3 separate regions of the Mus musculus genome follow, and regions 1 and 3 are each linked to region 2. The links are chromatin contacts, called in public HiChIP or PLAC-seq and promoter capture Hi-C maps. All regions are on one chromosome and are shown on one strand. The core of a region is the stretch at or near the end of the contact, and the rest is flanking DNA. Distances in the headings are between cores, read along the strand shown. Region 1 holds the start of Lysmd2 (LysM, putative peptidoglycan-binding, domain containing 2). Region 2 holds the start of Fam214a (family with sequence similarity 214, member A). Region 3 holds the start of Tmod3 (tropomodulin 3).

What was found. Promoter capture Hi-C pulls out the DNA fragments that hold promoters and counts their contacts. HiChIP or PLAC-seq counts read pairs in DNA pulled down with a chosen protein or histone mark.
Region 1: an H3K4me3 HiChIP or PLAC-seq map of pro-B cells shows a contact between it and region 2, with 2.6 times the contacts expected there. The contact joins the promoter of Lysmd2 here to the promoter of Fam214a in region 2. A contact is called at or near these places in 2 of 115 datasets of contacts at active chromatin or transcription factors (pro-B cells and thymic regulatory T cells).
Region 3: a contact with region 2 is called in a promoter capture Hi-C map of pre-B cells. The contact joins the promoter of Tmod3 here to the promoter of Fam214a in region 2. A contact is called at or near these places in 6 of 39 promoter capture datasets (the C10 cell line, the HPC-7 cell line, embryonic stem cells and 2 more), 1 of 15 datasets of contacts at CTCF or cohesin (large pre-B cells), 2 of 484 Hi-C or Micro-C datasets (CD4 T cells and regulatory T cells), 5 of 115 datasets of contacts at active chromatin or transcription factors (the 230-238 cell line, bone marrow-derived dendritic cells, embryonic stem cells and 1 more) and 3 of 9 other capture datasets (adipose tissue, embryonic stem cells and liver).

The regions. Positions count from the first base shown.
Region 1 is chr9:75,623,996-75,627,882 of GRCm38.p6, reverse strand. Lysmd2 (LysM, putative peptidoglycan-binding, domain containing 2) reads right to left here and starts at 2,151. Exons shown (of 3, transcript NM_027309.2): 1 at 1,846-2,151. The coding sequence starts at 2,118.
Region 2 is chr9:74,950,512-74,954,757 of GRCm38.p6, reverse strand. It overlaps Fam214a (family with sequence similarity 214, member A), which reads right to left and starts at 1,705. Exons shown (of 13, transcript NM_001113283.1): 1 at 1,480-1,705; 2 at 928-1,044. The coding sequence starts at 943.
Region 3 is chr9:75,557,197-75,561,393 of GRCm38.p6, reverse strand. Tmod3 (tropomodulin 3) reads left to right here and starts at 1,737. Exons shown (of 10, transcript NM_016963.2): 1 at 1,737-1,894.

The DNA.
Region 1 (3,887 bases), core at 902-3,401, 670 kb before region 2:
CTCTTCTGACCTCCACAGGCACCAGGCACACATGTGGTACACAGACATACATGCAGGCAAAACACCCCTGCACATAAAATGAATAACATTTTAAAAAATAAAATAAAAAGATCAGAAGCCTTTATAAAAGTAAGGACAATCTGATTTATACTTTAATAGGAAAGGATAATAAAGTTAAAAGTAGCACAATCCGCTTTAGACAAATCACAGGTTCGAAAGCATTTGAACAGAAGTCTACATCACACTAAGTATGTGTTTAGCAGAAGCAAGCAATTCCAGAAGAACGTGTGTCACATGGGAGAGAACAGAAAAAATAATGGCCTCTTTTGGATATCACAGATTCATAAGTATACACATACTAGCCTAGTAGCTAAGATGCACAGAAACCAGACAAAAGTGACCCTCCTCCTTCAGTGAGCAGGATGCCGAAAGCTCTGGCTAAGAATGCAAACCGGAAGTAATATTTAGAGCAAAGAAGACCCTTTATCCCTGTGTCAACTCAAGCCGGTCTTGGTAATAACCATATTTGGAAATACCCTGACCACTTATCTACCTTCTCATCTGCAGAAAGATGAGCCACACCTGTCTCCCCTTAGGCTTCTTATGAAAGCCAAATTAAGTAAGAAAAACGCGGAAACAAACAGAAGCAGGAGAGGTGGCTCCGTAGTTAAAAGCACAGGATGCTCTTTCAGAGAACCAGGGTTCAATTCCCAGCACATGCATGATGAGTTACAAAACCTCTGTAACTTCATTACCAGGGTAACTGACACCCTCTTCTGGTCTTTCTGGGCACCAGGCACACAGAAGGTGCACATACATTAATTCAGGCAAAACACTCATACACTTAGATTTTTTTTTTCAGTTCTGTTTTTCCTAGGCTCTGACCCAAACCAGCCCTCAGTGAATGCTTGAAGGCAGGCTGTAAGAACATTTAGAACTGTGGAGAAGGGTCTCAAAATGGTTTGATCAAGCTCTCAAAACGCTTAAATGATAGATAGAAAGACTTGCTGGTAAACAAACACCTGGTTAAATATGCAAAATAGGTTACTCTGAAGATACAGGCGAGATCATTTTAATTCTGACTGCTGCCCCGACGCTTTCAGGAAAGATCATTGAAAACGGATACTGAGTTCCAATGTAAAAAGGCCATCACACAGCTCACAGTTAATTATAAGTAATTTTAATGAAACAATTTGTTCCCTCGGGTTTCCGTGATCTTCCCCAAGGTGTAATGAAATATACCCAAGACGCACACCCTTATAAATTCGTAAAACACGGCCCTCCAGCTCACCTAGACCACAGTTCCAGGCTGCTGTTTAGACAGGTGTCACGTTCAGGGTCGCCAGTGAGCACAGGGGTGTAATTTCACTTCTAAATAAAGAAGCAGAATCGATAGAACCAGAACCATCCACGGGAAGAACTGTACATCCTGACTCATCACAGCTTGTTTACACAGCGCAGAATTCGTATCGGTGTGGCTTTGAGTAAATAGGTAGTGAGCTCCGGGGAGGAAAACGGGGAAAGGTGGCTGTGGGTAGTGCCCAAAACGCGGGCCTCCTTGTTTCTCGCGCGACAGATACGAGCTGAGACTGGCAGGGCACTGGGAAGGCCATGCACTAGCTGGTCGGGGGAGCTCTGGCGGCCGCCCCTCTCCGCAGCAGCAGCAGCAGCAGCAGCAGCAGCAGCAGCAGCAGCAGCTTAGGCGCCCACTGCAGTTGCAGCAGTGCGCGCTGGGATGCGGCGCGGGGACGCGGGGACGCACGGCCTGTTCCCCACCCTCCGCTCCCACCCCCGACCCCGCCCGAGGGCCGCAGGTCCGGGGCCGCGGCGGCGCGCCCTGCTCACCGTGACTCCGTACTTGAGCGCGATGCCCTGAAGCGTGTCCCCGGCGCGGACCCGGTGCTCCACATGGCGCTCGATGACGCCGGCGCCCAGAGGCGCCCGCACGCTGGCCGTGCTGCCGTACGAGCGGGTCTTGGTGCGGGCCAGGCTCAGCGACAGCTCGGCCTCCTCGGGCTCCGAGGTGGAGCGAGAGCGCGGCGGAGGGGAGGGCGCCGAGGGCCGGTGCGCACGGGGGCCGCCTTCCCGCAGGGCCGGCGCAGGCGAGAGATCCGCCATGGGTCCTGCCAAGGCCGCCCGGGCGCCGAGCTCGCCAAGGGGGCGGCGCCTCCTCCTCCGCCTCTTCCTCCTCACTGGGGCTGCGGCTGGCCGTGCCGCGGGGGCGGCAGGCGCGAGGCCGAGGCGGGGAGCTGCGGGACCTGCATGGCGCGCGCCGCCCTCCGCGGCCGGCTTCTCCACGGCCCCAGAGGTCCGTGTGCTGGTGGGGTTAAGGGAGCTGAGCCCGGACTGCAGTGTGCGGGTCCTGTCGGAGAAGGCCCTGCGGAAGCGGGAGCTCGCCGAGGCCCGTGAGCCGACAGAGGCCCACGGAGGAGTCCTGGGACCCATGTGGACCCCAAAACCGTGCAGACAAGAAAGAGTCCGCCCAAAGCCTGCCCTGGCCACAGTACACCCCCACCAAGCTTTGCTTGCCTTTCCGGATTCCTCATTGGGCAGCCTGCTTGCTCAGTGGTACCCCCTTAATGACATCAAAATCTCGGTGGCAGGAAACCTTAAGATCACTGAACATAGATACAGGTCCCTGTCCACCTGGGTGGTACAGGTCTTCTGACATCCTCCCAACACACACGCACAACTCACGCGCACACCCTTGACAAGGTACTGACCTCAGTCACACACTAAGCCAGTGCTCTTATCACCGACCTATGTATACTAAGTCTTTCTGTTTGGTACTCAGGCCTGCTGGGTAGTCTGCTGGGAGCTGACTACCCTCCAATTGTTGGTAGTCCATTCCTCTTTGAAGACCAGTGCCAGTTTCAGGCCTAGGCTTGTGCAGAGTTAACTGGAGTCTTCTGCCCTAACTCTTGAGAGATGCCACCCCCACCCGTTCATCCATCCTTCCCTCATCCCCACCCCAATCCCCTTACACACACACACACACACACACACACACACACACACACACACACACCCGACTCTAGGTAGAAGAGAAGAGTTCTCTTGTTTCATTGGTTTTCTGAAGTTTGGTATGTTGCTGTGCCCACAAAGACAAAAGAAACCGTTTAGGACACACTGGAGGAAGAAGAGCGGCAGCAGTAGTCCCCAGTATCACCCACCCCTTAAAGATTCTTCAGTTTTTCCCTGAATATAAACCCACATTGGCACCCAAGTCAGTTGTTTTTACTTTTCACATATATACCGCATCCTGACCAGAAAACTTAACCTCCTTCCTTACTCCCATCTTCATGTTTCGCCTGTGTTGTTCCCTCCATCAGCAACAGTATTCTCCCAAAACCCTGTCTACTGCTCATTTGTCCACTTTTAGGTTTTTTTTTTTTTTTTATCTATGTGTGTGTGTTCTGTATGCGTTTTGGGTGATCGCGGAGGCCAGAAAAGGCTGACAGATCCGCTGGAGCTGGGATTGCAGGTGGTTGTGAGCTGCCCGATGTAATCGCTAAAAAACCAAATCCATGTCTTCTAAATGAACAAGACACTCTCTTAAGTGCTGAGCTATCTCTCCAGCTCTATTTTGAAGAAAAGGTTCCCTGTAGCCTGGATCTCTTGGTTCCTGCCGCCGCTACTGTTACTAGGATTACAGACTGTACCATCACAAGTGGTTGGTGCTGTGCTGTGGGCTGAACCTCAGCAAGCTCTCTACCAGATGAGCTACACCTCTGGCCCCTGCATTTTAGTGTTCTTTTTCTGAAACACGGTCTGACCTGTATAGGCCAGGATGGCCTTAAACTCAAAATCCTCCTGCCTGAGCCTCCAGAGTGCTGGGATTGCCTGCGTTTCACTACATCCAATTTGTTTTGTGTTTGTTGCCTGGG
Region 2 (4,246 bases), core at 456-2,955:
AACCTTTGTTTTTCAATCAAAACACATGCCAGGGTTGGGAGAGGAATAAGATATGTACATTCTTCTCTAAGTCTTGAAAATATGGGCTTAGAACCGGGCTTAACAGCCCGAGGCTTTGATCACTGCACTTGGGAGTCAGAGGCAGACAGATCTGTGTGTTCAAGGTCAGTCTTGACTACAAACAGAACTCCAGGACAGCCAAGGCTACAAAGAGCCTCAGGGTTTAGATCTGAAACCTGTAGAAAATACAGATTTAGAATGAAAAGTTGGGCCCTAGTTGTCTATAACAGACTCAAGCTGGGGAACTCTGAAAACAATTGGAATTCCCTTAGAGCATAAAACTAATGAGGGGCCACAGTGGTACATTGCCTGTAATGCTGCTTTTCAGGTGAAGGCAAAAGGATCCTTAGGGACTTCTGGGCCTACCTGGGTTACATGGTAAGACCTGTGCCAGCCTAGACAACTTGACAAAACCCTATCTATAAAACAAACAACAAACAAACAAAACACACCAAAAAAACCCCAAACAAACAGCGAATGAAATGCAAATGGCTACAAATATTACTTTTTATCAAGTTCAAACTCAAGTTTCAAAAGTTGACAAACTTTTCTGAAGTTGGATTGACTTCACCTAAAAAAATTGAAGAACTGCAACTAAAAAGGATACTAAGCCTGTGGCCACTAACAAACACTTCCTTTGACCCCTTCATCCTGCTAAACACTCTCTAAGAACAGGTCCTTCCCATCTGACTTTAACCACCTACTCCATAAGTCCATCTTTTTTTTCCCCTCAGCGTCTGGTATCTTCAGAGAGACAGTTCGTCACGTCTGACACAGGAATGGTTGATCCTGCGGAAAATTAGGTTAACACCGAAGGAGACAGAGAAACAAAACACAACTCAAGCTCTACTTAAATAAATCATTTACCTCGGTCTGGCTTCATTTTGGCATCCAATTTCCACCCAAAGTGCTGTAAAACACAGGTGTGGGTTCTTCCAACCGGCACACGGCTGACTCAACGGCTTCTGCTTCGTTTTCCAAACGCTAAGAGAGCAAAATAAACATAAAAAAAAAAAAATAAGAAAGAAAAAGAAAGACGGGTCTTAATTCCCCCGGATCTTGCAAGAAAACTACTAAGTTGGGCCTCTTCCTGGTGCAGACCTGCGGTGACAGAACCCTGGGCAGGTCTGAAGGAAAGGCGAAAAAAAGCAGCTCAAGTCTGCGCACCGCCTCCCCCGGCGTCCTCGGGCCTAGCACCCCTGTTCCCCGCCCCTGGGCTCTCCAGGCCAAGGTGTCCTCCTCTGACACAGCGTCTCGGAAGCACCAGCAGGATCTATTTATGCCCTGGAGGTACAGGCACAGAGGAGGAAGAGTCGGGCCACAGGAGCTAAGGCAGCCCTCGGTCCAGTAGCCTCTGGGCACCGAGGCACCCCCGCAGGGGCTCGGGCGCAGCAGCCCCCGCAGCCCCCCGGGCCTCACCTGCGGGGGATCCCCTCTGGCTAGCCCCTCCGAGGCTTCAGTAGCCGGGTTCCAGCCGGAGCCGGTCAGCAGCAGAGTCTGGGCATGTCCTCAGCCGCGCCGACCCACGCGTGGCTCAACCCACCCGGGAACGGCTCCCATGGCCCGCCCGCTCGCCGCCCTCCGGGACCCCTCGCTCCTCCTCCCGGCACTGCTCTCTGCGGCCGCCCGGCCGCTCACATCACACTCCGTGCTCCGAGCCACGCCTCCCCGAGCGCAGCGCGCATCTACCCCGCGGCCGCCGAGACGCCGAGACGCCGAGACGCTGCGCCCGCGCATCCACCGTCCCCGCTGCCTGCCCGCCTCGCTCGCTCGCTCTTTACTCTTTCTCTCACTGTTTGCCCTGTCAAAACACTACCCTGGTCACGTGTCCCAACAACAGCCAACCCACTCTCGTCACTTCCTCCGCTGAGGCTGCGCGCGCCGGTTGTTATGGCAACGCCGCCGCGCGTCCTGGAGTTGGAGATTGGGGACCGGTCTTCCCGGATAAGGGTCTCAGAGGACCCAGGGACCCGCAGGGACTGCCTGCACCGCGCGCCTAAGCAGCCAAGGAACTGCGCTCCGGGTGCATTGGGGTCACCTGGGAGATGTCAACCTAGGGCTTACCCCAGACGGGAAGATAATTATAGTTTCTACTCCTCCACAGGGATGCTGGCCTGGCGCAAAAGAACTGGGAATCCAGCCTTAAATGCATGCAATTTCCCAATGGAATCCGTGTTTGATGTGGCCAGGACAGGAAGGTGGGGAGCCATACCTTCCAGAGAAGGGTACTTGGAAACCAAGGAAGGCCTGTTCCCACTGCACCCCTAGATTTTCTGCATCTCTAGGACTTAAGAACCCAAGCTTCAGAAGCACTGGATGAGCTAAAAATAGCTTGTAACTTCTAGAGCACTGACTCACCGCCAAGCGGACACTTCTGACACCATGTTATTGTTGGGGAGCTGTAATTTTCTTGTTGTGCTATAACAATGTGACACGATGACACGGCGTGTTCTGATGTTGTGTCATCATTTAAACACAAACAGATGTCAAGAATTGCTGTAGCTAAAAAAAGCAACAAGGGTTGCAGCTATTAGCCACTCAGTTTATAGGCAAACCCAAATGAAGAAGTACAAAATTGCAAGGGTCTAGTTTCATTGGGAAAAAAACATGCTTTTTTAAGAACCTTTTTTTTTTCTTTTTGCATATGAGAATCACAACAGGAAGGACTAAGATCATCTGTGGTCGACTCTCTCTATAGTTTTCCGTTTCTACATTTTTAGAGGGTTATTTTTTTAACCCACAGTTTTTGTAAAGCACAAGATTGGCAATTTTATTTATTGTTGTTGATGATGATGATGATAATGTAAAGATTTTATTTTTCATGTATGTGTGAGGCTTGGACTACTGATCAGTGGTAAAGTGCTTGCCTAGCATGCACAAGACCCTAAAAATAAAATAACGGTACTTATATGTATGGGTAGTTGTGTGTTTATCTGTGTACTACATGCATGCAGTTCATCTAAAAGCCAGAAGAGGGCGTCGGATCTCCTGGCACTAGAGTTGTAAGCTGGGGACAGAATACAGGTCCTCTACAAACTCTTTTCACTGCAGAGCCATCTCTCCAGCCATGGTCATTGTCATTATCATTATCATCACTTGTTTGCTTCAGATCAAATATATGAAATTTAGGTTGTGAAAAGGTGATATTTTCTAGATGATTAGACATGTACAATAAAATAAAGTATACAACTGAAGTTATTAACTTTAGCTCCAAAGCTAGTTTGAGCAAACGAATACTATAGTCACTGGGATGTTCTGGCAGTGGGAAGTAGGCCTTTGGACAATGGGAAGACTTTGTTGATATAGTGATGGCTACAAACATTAACTCCTGGTAGACTTCCCATGGGTACTATTTAATAAGGTCTTATGTGGTTTAAAAACGGGGCAAAAGTTTGATTTGTTTTGAGATCACTTCCTGGTTAACCTTGGTAATGGAAGATATACAGAACAGTCATAGATAGTCCGCAATACTTAATTTAGCACAACATCTGGAGTCAGACAACAGCTATTGTAGAATATGTAGAATGTTGTGGAATATAGATGAAGACACAACAAGAGGTGTGACCCATCACCCCCTATCCCAGGCTTATTTTGTTAGACATATAAAGAACAGAAAAAATGGGCTGACAAAATGGCTTAGGTGGTAAAATGTGCTTGCTGCCAAACCTAGAGGTCTGAGTTCAACCAACCCAGCTCTAGGCCTACATGGTGGAAGAAAAGACTGACTCCCCCAAGTTGTTCTCTGGCCTACACACACACACACACACACACACACACACCCTTCACAATAATAAATATAATTACATGCAGAAATAGAACACATTCAGAGAATACTTGTAATCCTAGCATTCTGGGGTTGAGACAGGAGGATTGTTGTAAGTTTGTTCCTAGCCTTAACCACCCTGAACCACACAATGAATTCCAGGTCAACCAAGGCCACAGAGTGAGATTCTAGGTTTTTTGGTTTGGTTTGGTTTTGTGCTTTGTTTTTCAAGAGAGGATCTCACTGTGTAGTTCTGACTGTCCTGGAACCTCCTTTGTAGACCTGGCAAAGCTGACCTCTGACAGAACTCTGCCTGCCTCTGCCTCCAGAGTACTGGGATTAAAGGCGTGTGCCACTTCACCCAGCTGAGATTCTATCTTAAAAACCAAAACAGAACGTATTATGAAAGGGCTGGAGATGAGT
Region 3 (4,197 bases), core at 488-2,987, 610 kb before region 2:
AGTCCTCTTCTGGGCTGCTTTTTTTCTTTTTTTTTTTTTTAATTATCAAGATAGAACACGATTCCTACCCATGCTGATGTCCGTGCTGATGCTCATGATGATGCCTGTGCCCCGTGCCGATGCCCGTGCTGATGCCCATGCCCCGTGCCGATGCCCATGCTGATCTCCATGCCGATGCCCATGCCCCATGCTGATGCCCATGCAGATGCCCATGCTGCTGATGCCCGTGCCAATCATGCCCATTATGCAGAACATCATTAAACGGTCCTCCAAGGTCATCTTCACCTAACTCCATCCCCTCCTTTCCCTCCTTTGACTAGTTGCTTCTCCAGTTTACTCTCTCTCACATTAGCCTAATCGCACTGCCTGTTGTAGAACACAAAGTTGGAACGGGAAGATGGGATGGAGCAGGAAAATGGGCACATGCTGTCTACCAGGTGATTAGAAACAGCATCTGTTAAAAACCACTGCCTTGCTTGGACCCATAAGATAACTAAAAACAGAGTAACCCCTAACATCTATGCTTTCATTTTGTGTCTGCCTTCCTGTTTTGGGTTGCCTAGGTACCTCTGCATGTGGACATATTTACCATTCAAGGACTTCTCTCATGGTCCTTCAGGATAAAGGCATAAAACTAAAGTATGAGAGACATCTTAGAGTCAGCTTTTACAATTACTCCTCAAAGGCACCTGTGGTCACTTTGGATTCCATGAAAATGGTCAGTTACCCATCCCATCCATGGTGGGGAGGATGCATCTTGGAACATGAGCACTTATCCTCTGAGAATGACATTGCCCCCTCAGGCAAAAGGGACTCTTGGGAACAACTTGCAGAACCAGTCTTAAAGAATGACCAGCCAGGACACATTGTGACCAGGATTGCTCAATTATACATACAAGAATGCTTCCTGCCCCAGTTGCTCTGCTTAAATCTAAAGCTCATATGGGCTTATTGACTTCTTTATCTGATCCTTTCCTAGGTGTGTGCATTAATGAAATATATCTCTGCTTCTCACCTTTACTCCTTTGTTTAGTTAGAGGCACCACACCTTGGTGCGATTTATGACCTTTTCTGCCATAAATTGCTTTAAAAAGACAAAACAAAACAAAACAAAACAAAACAAAACCCAAACCAAAAAAACCTCATGTAGCCCAGACTGGCCTTGAACTCTGTATGTAACTGACTGATAAACTTCTGGTACCCCTCCCTCTGCTTCAATTGCTGGGATCTGAGATTACAGGCATGTAACACCACATCCAATTTATACATTATTTGGAATTAAATCTAGGGCTTTGTGTATGCTTGTGTAAGCACCCTACCAACTGTGCTACGATCCCAGTTCCTTAGCTTTTATCTGTCTTCCATGACAAGTTTGAAAGGCTTTCCCATTATCACGCTCTCCCATTAGTAACCAAGGGATTAAGAAAAGCCTTACTCTGTATTATTTGTTTACAAAAGGCCCACCATGCAAGAAGGAAATGTATTACCCAAAAAAAAAAAAAAAAAAAAAAAAAAAGCCTATAGATAGGCTTTCTACCTTCCAGAGGGTCACGGGCAGGTACATATACAGGAGCAGAAAGCATTTTTCTCAGCCTAGTGTCTGTACCCTCTTATAACAACACCCTTCCCATTGTAAAGGACCAGGTCCGTATGTATGGAGCCGCACCCTTCTCCCTTGAACTACAACTCCCAGCATGCAGTCTGCCCCACGAGTACGCACGCGCGTGGGAGGGGACAGTGAAGGGGAACCAGCAATACAGACAGCGCGGTCGGGTTTAGGGGCAGCTGGCGGGAGGATTCGGCAACTCCCTGAACTTGAGGCACCGCGGAGTGTGGGCGCCGGGAAGAGCGATTCAAACCTTGCGGACTGTGCAGTGGGTCGGCGGCCAGACAGGTGAGTTCAGCCCAGTGCTTTCCAGGAAGTCCGTCGGCGGGCGCGGCAGCGGGTCGCTCCGGCCTGGGCGACTAAGAAGGGAGCGGCTGTGCTTCCTGCGCCTTGCCCGCGGGCCTCGCTAGAGAGCAGAGGGTGCCGGGCCGTTCTGGGACGGCGAGCTGTGCTGGGTGTCGCCCGCGGCCAGGCGCGCAGGCTCTGGGCTGGGGTTGAGTCACTTGTGGCCGGCCAGCAGGGGTTCGGAACCGGCCGCCTGGGATTCGGGGCCGCCACTAGTATTTGAGACCGGTCTCCTGGAGTTCGGGACTGTCTACGTAGGGTTTGGGGTTTGGCTGTCTGGGTTTGGGACCGGCCGGTGCTCCGGAACCGGCGTAGCTGGGAAGCTGTCTGAGAAGCGCCTTGCCTTGCCGCCCCTCTACCCCAGCCTTCATCTCGCTGCCTGGCTGTTGTTGGATGAGAGGAAACCCACAAAACTTGGGACACACCCTTTTTGTGATTGAAATCTGGTGTCTTGCATTGGCCATTTTGCTTATCTGCTCTGCCCTGCCTTAGAATAAGTTTCTGGCTCCTGTGCAGCACAGCTGGGGCCAGCTGTGAAGCTGATGCGGGTTTGTTTTGAGGACGTGACTGGGTCGTTGTATCTTCGCTTACAGAAGTTGATGCGTTTCCTCCGCAAGTCTGCATTCTGATTACAAACAGAAATGGGAAACAGCCCCAATTTTTACTTTCCTTTTCTTTCTCGACTCTTTCCCTCTCTCTTCTCTGTTTAAGAATCCCCTTTCCCCTTTCGAATCCTACCACACACACACCCCACCCACGTTCCCTTTCTACTCTCCCATCCAACCCACCCCCCTCTTTCTTGTCTTCTAAGAATCACATTCCCAACTTGACCTCTGCTTCTCTTTAAAAAAAAAAAAAAAAAAAAAAAAAAACCCAAAAACCACAGTCATCTCTTTGGTAATGAACACTGCAGTAAAACTTATCCCAGGAGGTCATACTTAAACAGGAAATGAGCCTGTGGAGATTTGCTGGCTATGAGCAGTCTTCTTTGGTTTCTGACATTTAGTGCAGTTCATGTTTCTTTTTCTGAAAAACTTCGGAATAGGTTTTTTTTTTTGCATATTAAATTGATTAATCAATTGACCTGTCATTATTTTAGAAGAATAGCTTTGCTCAGACTCCTTTTTATTAGTTCTCTTCCTAGTCCTGGTCACACATTTTATACACATATATATCTCTTTTTGATATTTTGAGCTGTGTAGCTCAGGCTGGCCTTTAAGCCTCAGCTTCCCAGTACTTGAATTACAGACGGAGCCACCGAGTCTGGCCATGTCTATAATGTATTAAGAGCTGACAGTAGGGCCAGGAGAGAAGGCTCAGAAGGTGAGAACACACACTGAATCCCATCTCTGGTTCTACACGTGCCATCCATCATATTCCAATCTTAAACGACCTTGCCTTGCATCTCTCAGCATTTGTAGTTTATCTTAGAATGAGGTTGGTGGTAGCCAGGTAACCCATGATCATCCTATCCTTCTATGGTGTATGTGTGTTCAGGTCTTTGCATGCTCTTGTGTGTTCACATGTATGAACATGCATGTGGAAGCCTGGAAGTTGATGTCATATCCTCCTGGATCATATCCACTGAACCATATCCCTATTATCATTAAAGAATTAATCCATTTGGAAAACCATGGCTATGTGTATATCATTCCAACCTTGATGCTAGACAGGAATGACCGACCAAAGGTGTCTTCTTGAGGCTATTACTGCCCTGTAGCTGATTTATCCTTCATCTTTGTGGTAGGCCATTAGGCCACGCTTCACCAGATAGACATTAAATACTTATAGGTCAGATCCCATCACAATTCCTGGTTTTCAGTGTAAAAACAATTTTTTTTCAGGCTGGAGATATAGCTCAGTAAATAAAGGCTTGCCTAGCATGTGTAAGGACCTAGCACCACAAAAGCAGAAAGATAATTTTTCAATTCCCAGCAACTGGCTTGTGGCTTATTTATACAATAGGTTCAGTACAACAGAAAGAACCTAAGGGCCTACATCATGTAGGGACAACACTTTTCACCCATAACATGCATAAATCACCATGCCTGTTCATTTTGAAGTGGAGTTTAGAATTTGCATATCTTAAGTAGAAGTTACACTTTGAAAACCAAAATGGGGAGATAATTTTTAAAAGACATTTTAAGATGCTTATAATGGTTCTTTTAAGACAGGTGCTGATAATTGTAGTATCAGACACGATTGCAGGACTTGTCTAATTTTCAGTTAAAAAAATTTGTTTGAGA